Linked DNA regions of Mus musculus: regions 1 and 3 are each linked to region 2. Evidence: chromatin contacts called from public HiChIP or PLAC-seq data. All regions are on one chromosome and are shown on one strand. The core of a region is the stretch at or near the end of the contact, and the rest is flanking DNA. Distances in the headings are between cores, read along the strand shown.

What was found. HiChIP or PLAC-seq counts read pairs in DNA pulled down with a chosen protein or histone mark.
Region 1: an HNF4G HiChIP or PLAC-seq map of pancreatic cancer cells shows a contact between it and region 2. The contact joins two enhancer-like sites. A contact is called at or near these places in 1 of 484 Hi-C or Micro-C datasets (bone marrow-derived macrophages) and 2 of 115 datasets of contacts at active chromatin or transcription factors (large pre-B cells and pancreatic cancer cells).
Region 3: a contact with region 2 is called in a FOXA1 HiChIP or PLAC-seq map of pancreatic cancer cells. The contact joins two enhancer-like sites. A contact is called at or near these places in 7 of 484 Hi-C or Micro-C datasets (B cells, the N1E-115 cell line, Th2 cells and 4 more) and 5 of 115 datasets of contacts at active chromatin or transcription factors (the 230-238 cell line, CD8 T cells, T-cell acute lymphoblastic leukemia and 2 more).

What each region holds. Positions count from the first base shown.
Region 1 is chr3:126,868,368-126,871,312 of GRCm38.p6, forward strand. No RefSeq gene overlaps it. Among named protein-coding and RNA genes, the nearest start is that of Gm25501, 140 kb to the right of the region's middle. Within about 2 kb of position 1,359, at least 41 of the 459 cell types and tissues checked have an H3K27ac peak or open chromatin away from gene starts, as enhancers often do. A contact at or near this core is called in pancreatic cancer cells, where this site is marked.
Region 2 is chr3:126,568,843-126,572,273 of GRCm38.p6, forward strand. No RefSeq gene overlaps it. Among named protein-coding and RNA genes, the nearest start is that of Camk2d, 26 kb to the right of the region's middle. Within about 2 kb of position 1,944, at least 29 of the 459 cell types and tissues checked have an H3K27ac peak or open chromatin away from gene starts, as enhancers often do. A contact at or near this core is called in pancreatic cancer cells, where this site is marked.
Region 3 is chr3:126,830,320-126,833,657 of GRCm38.p6, forward strand. All of the region lies in intron 16 of Camk2d (calcium/calmodulin-dependent protein kinase II, delta), which reads left to right. Among named protein-coding and RNA genes, the nearest start is that of Gm15551, 160 kb to the left of the region's middle. Within about 2 kb of position 1,377, at least 145 of the 459 cell types and tissues checked have an H3K27ac peak or open chromatin away from gene starts, as enhancers often do. A contact at or near this core is called in pancreatic cancer cells, where this site is marked.

The DNA of each region.
Region 1 (2,945 bases), core at 109-2,608, 300 kb after region 2:
AGAAATAAAGTTAAACACTCCTCAAATTATTCTTTAAAACAGAAACAGCAGGAATATTTCCCAAAAGATTATCCACAATGTTCAAATTGGTTTCAACCCAGAGATGCATGATCAAGTTGGTTTCAACCTAGAGATGCAGGACGAGTTCAATTTCTGTAAAGTAATAAATGTAATAATTGACTAACTGACAAAACAGTCTGAAAAACAAACTGAAAAACAAAAAAGTTATGATCATTTTATGAAATGCAGAAAAGGCTTTTGACAAAATCCAACATCCCTTTGTGATAAAAAGTCTTAGAGAGACTAGGGATACATGGGATATATCTCAATAAAGACAATTTACAGCAAGCCCACAAACAGCATCATCGTAAATGGAGAAAAATTCAAAGCATTTCCACTAAATTCAGGACAAGACAGAGATGTCCCTTCTCCCCATACCTATTCTATATACTCCTTGAAATAACTACAGCAATAAGACAACTTTGTAGCCAGGCCTCAGGGCTTGTGTCCATAATTTCATGTTCTCATGGTGAAGAGAACTGAATCCCAAATTGTCCTTTGACCTCTACAGGAACACTATAGCATTTGTGTCCAGTGGTGGTTTGAATGAGAATGACCCCCAAGGCTCATATATTTGAATGCCTGGTCTGTAGCTGGTGGAACTGTTCAGGAAGGATTCAGAGATATGGCCTTGCTGGAGGAATTGTGCTACTGGGTGTGGGTTTTGAGATTTCAAAAGTCCACTCTATGCCCATTCTCTGACTCCACGCCCCTGCCTACAACTTGTGAGTCAGATATGAACTCTCAGCTACTGCTTCAATACCATGCCTGTATGCCTGACATCATCCTTCCTAGCATGAAGATCAGGAACTTATCCTCTGAAACTGAAGCAAGTCTCAATTAAACGATTTCTTATATAAGTTGCCTTGGTCATAGTATCTCCTGACAACAATAGAACGGTTACTGAGAAATGTGTTCCCTCCTCACCAAAAAATAAATGGAAGAAAAATTACTAACTCATTAAAAATAACAATAACATAACTCTAATACACTATATTTGCCTTTAGTTTCCCTGGATTGGTAATGTCTCAGAAGCAGAAGGTTTTATTAATGTCATTTTTAAAAAAATGATAATATCTCATCATTACAAAGTTTCTAGAGCAAGTTAGATATGTGGGCTGTAACAGCAGCTTTGCAGACATGACTGACCTAATGCTATGACTCATAATTAAGAACTGTGTAATTAAGGTAAAAATGGTTCCTGAAACCACTTGGGATCAGCATGGCATTGTAGGCAGTAGTGTTTCTTCCCCAGAGGAAAACTGAAGTGCCACCCAGCTCTGACTACCTGTGCAAACATGCTTTTTGCAACCATGGCAACAAGACTGATGTCATTATTAAACAGGTTTCTGCTTCCAGTCCCATAAGAGTGAAATCAGCTCTTCCAGATACCAAATGAGTCATTGCTTTGGGCTCGTTAACATTCTATAGCCCTTCTGTCTGCTAACAAAAGCCATTTAAACTGATGCTTAAAACGATATAGTCAAGTAGCAAAGATCGCAGTAAGCAATGCCACATCCAAACTTAGCTTTGGGAATGGAGGCAATAAAGAGCAAAGCAGAGCAAACAAAAAGCTAGTGAAAGTAACATTAACTCTTCAAATATACATGCATTTTCCGAGTCAGAACCATCTAGGTTTGAGAAGATAACATCAGTTAATGCACATAACAGATTTTACTTAATCCTGAAGAACAGACAAGTTTCTGAGTCAGAAATCCTAATGCTTGCTTGTGGCCACTATCAAAAGGCCTTGAAGCCAGAGGAGAGGATGTGTCCTCTCACTGCTTAGACAGAGAGCTGTGTGGACAGGAAGGAGAAAGCCCAGTGCCTACTTATGTGTAGAAAAGGAGCAAAGTCAACATTTGGGGACTTTCTGCAGCAACCCTGTGGCTTTTGAAACTGTAGCCAGGTTTTACTAGGAGGCAAAACAAATTAAATGAGACAGTACGACTAACATTTGACTGTCAAAAATTCAGGATTGGGGGCTGGTGAGATGGCTTAGTGGGTAAGAGCACCCGACTGCTCTTCCGAAGGTCCAGAGTTCAAATCCCAGCAACCACATGGTGGCTCACAACCATCTGTGACAAGATCTGACGCCCTCTTCTGGAGTGTCTGAAGACAGCTACAGTGTACTTACATATAATAAATAAATAAATCTTTAAAAAAAAAATTCAGGATTGGACTTTCCTATAGTCACACACACACACACACACACAGAGACAGAGAGAGAGACAGAGACAGAGACAGAGACAGAGAGACAGAGACAGAGAGACACAGAGAGACAGACAGAGACAGAGAGACAGGGAGACAGAGAGACAGAGATGAGAGAGAGAACACAGAAACTATAACCTCCAAACTAGAATACTTCTCTCTTTCTCCCCACTGTGTACAAGCAACCTTCAGTATGAACACTTGAAGCACCGTTTTTTTTAAGGACCCTCCACAATTTCACAATCTTTAAGATAGTAAGTCTGCTAAGAGTCTTATGTGAAGAGTCTTGTTGACAACCCTAGTTAAAAAGAATCTATTTGGAATATGGTGCAGCAATAGCATTGTTGTGGAACAGAAGGCAAAAGTACTGCTTTGTCAGGAGACATTCTGAAGAGCTGTGGCTATGGATATGGCTCTGGTAGTAAAGTGCTTGCTATTTAAACATGAGGACCTATGTTTGGACTCCCAGCGTATATGTAAAATCTGGGCACAGAGACCACATCTGTACCTGCAGTACCTGAGGAGAGAGGCAGAGACAGGTTGCTCCTGGAGGCTTTCTGAAAGCTCCAGGGACAGTGAGAGACTCCGTTTTTAAAAAATTAAGGATGAAAAGCAATAGAAGATAATGCACAGGCAGACTCTTGTACACATGCATATCTGTGCGCACATATGTA
Region 2 (3,431 bases), core at 694-3,193:
AGAACCGGTCATCTCTGGCCTCCGTAAGGTCCAGAGACCCCGAATTGCTTCCTCTCTACCCCAGAGGACAGGGGTTCTGTGACTTCCCACAGCCAAACACCCACCCGGGGTCTCATAGAGAGCATGCGCCATTCCCCCGGGTCCACCCACTCAGAGCACTGGAACTCTGGTGGGACTCAAATCCTCTCCCACCCCTTTATTTCCCACACCAGGAGCCCCACAGATTCCACAACTAAAATTCAAGGTAGACAACGAATTTACGAGATTATTGTTGATAGGTTTAATAACAACCTGTGGATAGCCTGCAACTCTCCTTCCTGTTTTCTCTGCAAACTCATAATTCTCAACAAAATGAATTCTACTGAGCTGTGTCTAGCTGTTATGTTGCATGTTTGCCTCATCTGATTTCTCTGCACTGCAATTATGGACTATTCAAACAGTTAAGCTAAGTATAGCTGAAGGTTGAGAGTCCAGCAGTTTGAGCAGATTAGGCAATGAGCAGTAACTACAGTTCTTTTAGACATTCTTACCCACATACTTAAATACTAATTTGATCAGCCTGGCCTCTCGGAGAGCCACTTAATTTATAATCAACCTACCACTGCCCTGTTTTTCTGCAAACCCCAAGATGCTTATGTAGTTACAAATGGAGTGAAGATTTACCATTTTTCTGACTATCCGAATGAGGACCATCGAGCTATGGAATTCAAAACATTGTTTTATGGGCTTTAGTCATATCATTGAATCATTTTGCTTAACTGGACACTTCAATCGAGTTCATTAAATAAAACTGTATATTTATTTATTCTATATAAAGCCTAGAAACATTTCTAATTCCACGAACATGCTGCGGCTGCTGTTATTTCTACTTGTAGCCCAGCGACAACCATTGTACTGTCACATGACTGATGCTAGGCGCTGAGTACTTTCATCACTCTTTAGGATGCCTTTGTTTGTCAGGACTGAACACGATACTCCCGCCAATGTTCTGGGAGATAAACAAGTAGAATTCTTTGTTGTTTCTAGGACTTGAAGATTTGCACATGTTTTCTTCCTCCAGAAGGTCAAAGAGCTGACTACCAGACCCTGTATAGGGAAAGAGCTTGGTATGATCCCCTCTGCAGATGAGAAAAGATGGGTGAGATTGGTGATCCTCTAGGGTTTTGCTTCAGGTGAATTTAGCATGGCCTTTGCTCGTCCATGGCATCTTTCTCTAGGTAAGGAGATTGTTGCCAAGTTAAAAGCACATGAACTTAGTTTGTCTCATGGAAAAAAAAGTGTTATAACTTTAAGTACATAAAGGCAGAGTCGAGCTTCTAACTTGACTGCTTATTTCAAATTTTCTGTAAACGTCATGACACTTAAAGGCATTTGCATATTTATTTCTGATTGTGTAGAATTAGCATTTACAGTCATTTGCCTATTCATAAACAAGTTTATAATTAAACAGTATACTTTCCATATTTTGTCTACAACCCAAAATACAATTGGACCATATCTAAGCCCTTTTTTCTCTTTAATTAAAGAAAGACATCTTTGTTTTAATAGTTATTTTAAAAAATAATATGGGCGAGATGGCTCAGTGATTAACTTGTTGCTCTTCCTAAGGACCAGGGTTCATTTCCTAGTGCTAACATGGTGATTCACAATCAACTATAATCCTAATTCCGGGGATATGACAGCTTGTTTTGGCCTCTGCAGGAACTCTATGCACATGGTACACAGACATACAAGCAGTAAAACTACCCATACACATAAAATAAAAACAAATAAATAATGAATACAATAGAATTAATAAAATATGTTTTCTTCATATATTCTACAGTTTCAATGGCACTCATGTCTTTTGGAATGGAAACAAGAGCAAAATTTAAGATAGCAACTATGTGGCCAGTTTACATACATACCACAATGCTTACTCATCAGAAGTTGTCAACAACTAGCAATGACGCTCATATAGCTGATGTGGTATTGGTTCAGTTACTCACCAAAGATGAGTAATCAAAATCTTCTGTGGGAGATTTTCCAATTACCAGCATCACTGAAAAGGCTCTTGATAGAAAGGAGAGGTTGCTGGGTAACAGTCATTCTCTAGCTATTTACACTGAGACTGAGACTTCTACACTTCCTTTGTTCTGACATCTCAAGGTTGAGACCACCTCCTCCCTGCTACTCTAGCTCCAGCTGCAGGAGTGATCAACTACACTAGACCACTGCACAAGAGTGTTCTGTGATTTCCAAAGCAAAACTCACAGTGCTTCAATACCGGCTCACGGGTAGCATCATCAGAAACCTAGTTTCTCAAGGAACTCAGTTTCACATATGTTGACCCCCATTCTTCTCTCCACTTCTGTCTTAGGGTTTGCATTGCTGTGAAGAGACCCCATAAACCAGGGTAACTCTTACAAAGGAAAATATTTAATCAGGGATGGCTTACAGTTTCAAAACTTTAATCCATTATGGTCATGGTAGGGAGAGTGGCAGTGTCCAGGCAGACATGCTGCTGGAGAAAGAGCTGCAAGATCTACAATGCCCCCTCACTCTCTTGTGCCTTTTGTATTGTCAGTCTATCAGCTTCCAAATACAACCATGTGACCTAAGATGTCACTTTCCAAATCCCTTTGTCTCCACAGTGTCTGTGGTTTTATCCATATTGCTCTCCATGACCCACTCATGTCATACCAGGTCACACCCTGTACTATCTCTGAGTTTTGATTCCAAACATTTCATTCTGCCATCTCTACTTCTTTAAGCCTACTTGTTCCAATATGACATTTGGTTCACTGGCTCATTAAGCTTATCAACCCTATGTCTCTATGTGTCACCATACCTATGTTGCTCTATACTTCTACTATATAACTGTTTTTAGTACTGTTGATTTCTTCTCTGAATATTCATACATGTACAGTGTATTTTGAACATACTTACCCCAACTTTGCCCAGATGTTATAATTCCCTTTCACCTTTCTTAATTATTATTCCATGGCAAAAATAGAAGTTCTGGTAAAATCCAAACCACTCTTAACTGGTCCCCACATATGAGTGGTTAAACATTGCCAAAGACTATTTATACTTTGGGGATCATTTACATAATTATGCTTAATAGACTTACCCATGAATAATACCTTGTCAAAAACAATGGCTAAAATTATGCTTTCATCCATCATTCCTTTCCTTTGGAATATTTTTCTTCTACATTTGTTACCTCTAATTGCGTGTGTGGGTATACATATATAATGGGCATTTGTTTGCACTGGCACACTTGAGCTATGATATGCATATAAAAGTAAGAGTGTTGTTTCTCACCTACCACCTTGTTAGAGCCAGGGACTCTTAAGTCATTTTTTGCTGTCTCTGCCTCCAGGAATAGGTATTCAAACTCACCCATCTGGCTTATATACACAGGTTTTGGGAATTCAAAATCAGGTCTT
Region 3 (3,338 bases), core at 127-2,626, 260 kb after region 2:
TTTGAGGTAGAGTTGGGAAGGAAGGAGCTGCAGATCTCTGAGTGCCTGTGATGGTGACTGTGTTCCGACACTAGACCCTAACAGGCAAAGCTGAAAAGCAGAACAGAGTCTCTCGCACGGGACCGTCTTTCAACCTCTGGGGGATGGGGACAGAATCATTAGGGGAGCGTTTGGAGACACAGTGCATCATACAAGAGCAGCATTAGAGAAGAAAGGGCCTTCCTTTCAAAACTCCCAGTTAGAAGCTTAAAGTGGAAGAGCGGGCGAGACAACCTCTAGGTAATGCACAAATGAGCTTCTAAAGAGAGGTGTGGATACTTCAGCGACCCTAAGAAAACTGGGAAAACAAGAGAGCTTTTTATTTCTCTGAGCCTTCCTGGAGTCTGGTGGGAGGTAATTCCACCACACCTAATTTAATCTGGCCTAGTCTGATTGCTAAGGGGCACAGAGAAGGTGGGGACCGGTAAGGACCATAGACTTACCCTATAGTTCCAATGGGGGAGGGGACCCTCGCATTCAGCGCTGTTCTGTTTGTTTCTTTGTTTGTTTGTTTGTGTGTGTGTGTTTTGGTTTGGTTTTTGAGGGGCCAGATCAGGGGCCTGGCCTGATTTTTCACAGACCTCTGCTTCTGGTGTTTTAGGGTATCTTCAAGTTGTAGGCTCTTTATCAGACAATAATGAAATTTGCTCTGCTGTAATCCTTGCACAGAGAAAAGAACCCTGAAGTAACCTGATGCTTGCCAATCAATTGTTTTTCCAGCATTCACTTTATCCTCACCAGAAAAGAAAGTAGCTTTGAGATGGCCCAGGCTACTCCTTGTGTCAACTTTCTTTGGCCTAGGAGCTGAACATTTTCTGATCTTTCGATTGATTTAAAAAAAGAAAAAAAATGTCAAAGAATCTGTGAGTGTGGGGAGAGAAATAGGACCAATGTGTTTGCATGCGGGCATGCAAAGTGCATTGTGGATGTGGGTCATCTTTTCCATATGCCTTCCTCCCATCTCTTTTCCCAAGCTGGAAATCCTCAAACACAGCCATCACTATCTTAAAGAAAAAGGGAGCAGAAAGACCAGACCTCCTTCCTAGAGAACAAGTAGCCAAGGCTGTGGCCCAGTGACTGTCTCCACAGCTCTCTGTTGCTGAGGGAGAGTGAGGCGGCAGTCACCCCACCCTCACACCCTAGGTCAGTCAGATGCTGAGCTTGTGGCAACAGCTCCGACTCCTAACCTCAGAGCACTGTACATGAGTGATTCATTTCCACCCTCTGCTTTCCTTCCAAGAGTCAGCTGTCATGTGCCAGGCCCAGCCCTGACTCACTCACTCACACGCCTTTGCCTGGGGGAAATGAACACTTCAGAAATTCCTGAGTTCCAGGCCCTTCCTAAGCCAAGACTCACACTGCCTCCAGGGTGACACAGCACAGAAGCATCCTCCTTGAGGCCTCTCTGGGTGTTGCTTGGCCAGCTCGAACAGCATGGGAAGTAAAATAGAAGATGGTCTGTGTGGCTCTGAGCATGCATAAACAAACTTAAAAGGCCACTGTAGCAAAACATCAGAAAGCTGTGGGGGATGGGGGTGGGCAAGGAGGAGTTGGGCAATCGTGGTTTTGAGTGAAAGATGGCCACTCTCTACTGCTGCTCCTGACTCCATCATCTGAGTGGGACAGGATGTAGGTTTTCTGGACCTTGGGAACTGTTCCAGAAGTGTCCACACTCTGTAAACTGCCTACTGAAGTCGCAAAACCAACACTTGGCTTTCATCTCCTCCTCCTTCTCCTCCTTCTCCTCCTTCTCTTCCTTCTCCTCCTCCTCCTCTTCCTCTCTTCATCTTCCTCCTTCTTCCTCCTTATTTCTTATTAGTATTAAAAGATTGGTTTTGGTTTCAAATTATAGTTTTCCAGCCAGCCTATAACTTACTGAAAAGGTTGTTAATTTTAAATGACAGTCTCATGTGAAGAGGGAGCCTTGGAAGCCACATCTCCTACATTCTCACTTGGAAGCCACATTTCCTACATTCTCACTTGGAAGCCACATTTCCTACATTCTCACTTGGAAGCCACATTTCCTACATTCTCACTTGGAAGTCACATCCCCTACACTCTCACTTAGAAGCCACATCTCCCACACTCTCACTTGGAAGTCACATCCCCTACACTCTCACTTAGAAGCCACATCTCCCACACTCTCACTTGGAAGTCACATCGCCCATACTCTCACTTGGAAGTCACATCTCCCACACTCTCACTTGGAAGTCACATCTTTTACACTCTCACTTGGAAGTCACATCTCCCATACTCTCACTTGGAAGTCATATCTCCTATACTCTCACTTGGAAGTCATATCTCCTATAATCTCACTTGGAAGTCACATCTTTTACACTCTCACTTGGAAGCCACATCTCCTACACTCTCGCTCCTGAGCAGCTTCTCACAGTTGTCCTTCATGATCCAGAATCAGGTTGGCTATCATGGACCTTTACCAAAGCTTCACGCTGCCAAGAACAGGTAGATGAATCACCTGTTGCCTAACTAAATTGAATGTGCCATTGGCAGCATCCTTGCTACGGAATTATCATCTGCTACCACTCCATCAGTATGTCCCGAGGATGGCTACATTATTCATATGGATCAATTAAATGGGAAAAAAACAGATATTATAAGTGTGTAGAGGATCTAGGAAAGCCCGTGTTCTATGCTTTCATACAAGTGAGAATTTATGCAACTATTGTGGACTATAAGCATGATCCTTTTACATTATAAACATTTACATAGTTAGTAGCCATTATATAGACAGCTCTAATAATCCTTTTATGAGGCCCCTGACTATTATATTTGGTATGAGGTAATGTCAGATAGTCTTAATGGAGTCAAATTATTTTTCCAGATTTATTTTTTAATAAGAAATGACTTCATTTAGATAAACAGGATCTTGAACGTAAATGCAACTTTAAGTTTTCATTAAATCCAGAAGATCAGATCATTTAAAATATGCAAATTGGTTCCTGCAATCAATAAGGAATTAAAGCAAAGGTTAGCATCTTCATGATGAGCAAGAGGCACAGAATAATTGCAAGTAACTTTGTGACCCCCTGTCTGAAAACCTAGTCAACTTAATATTTAAACATAATTTATATTTAAAACTAATAACATTAATATTTAGACATATTTCATGACTAAAACAACCAACATTCTGAAATTAAGAAAACGTTATCCATCGTCTCAACTGATCAAACTCAAAAAATTATTTAACGTCCATTTTATTGAACAAAGATTTCTTAGGCAACACAAAGAAATAGCATGTTCTTTGTTTGCAAAGAACTTTCTTTTTAAATAGGAGGACA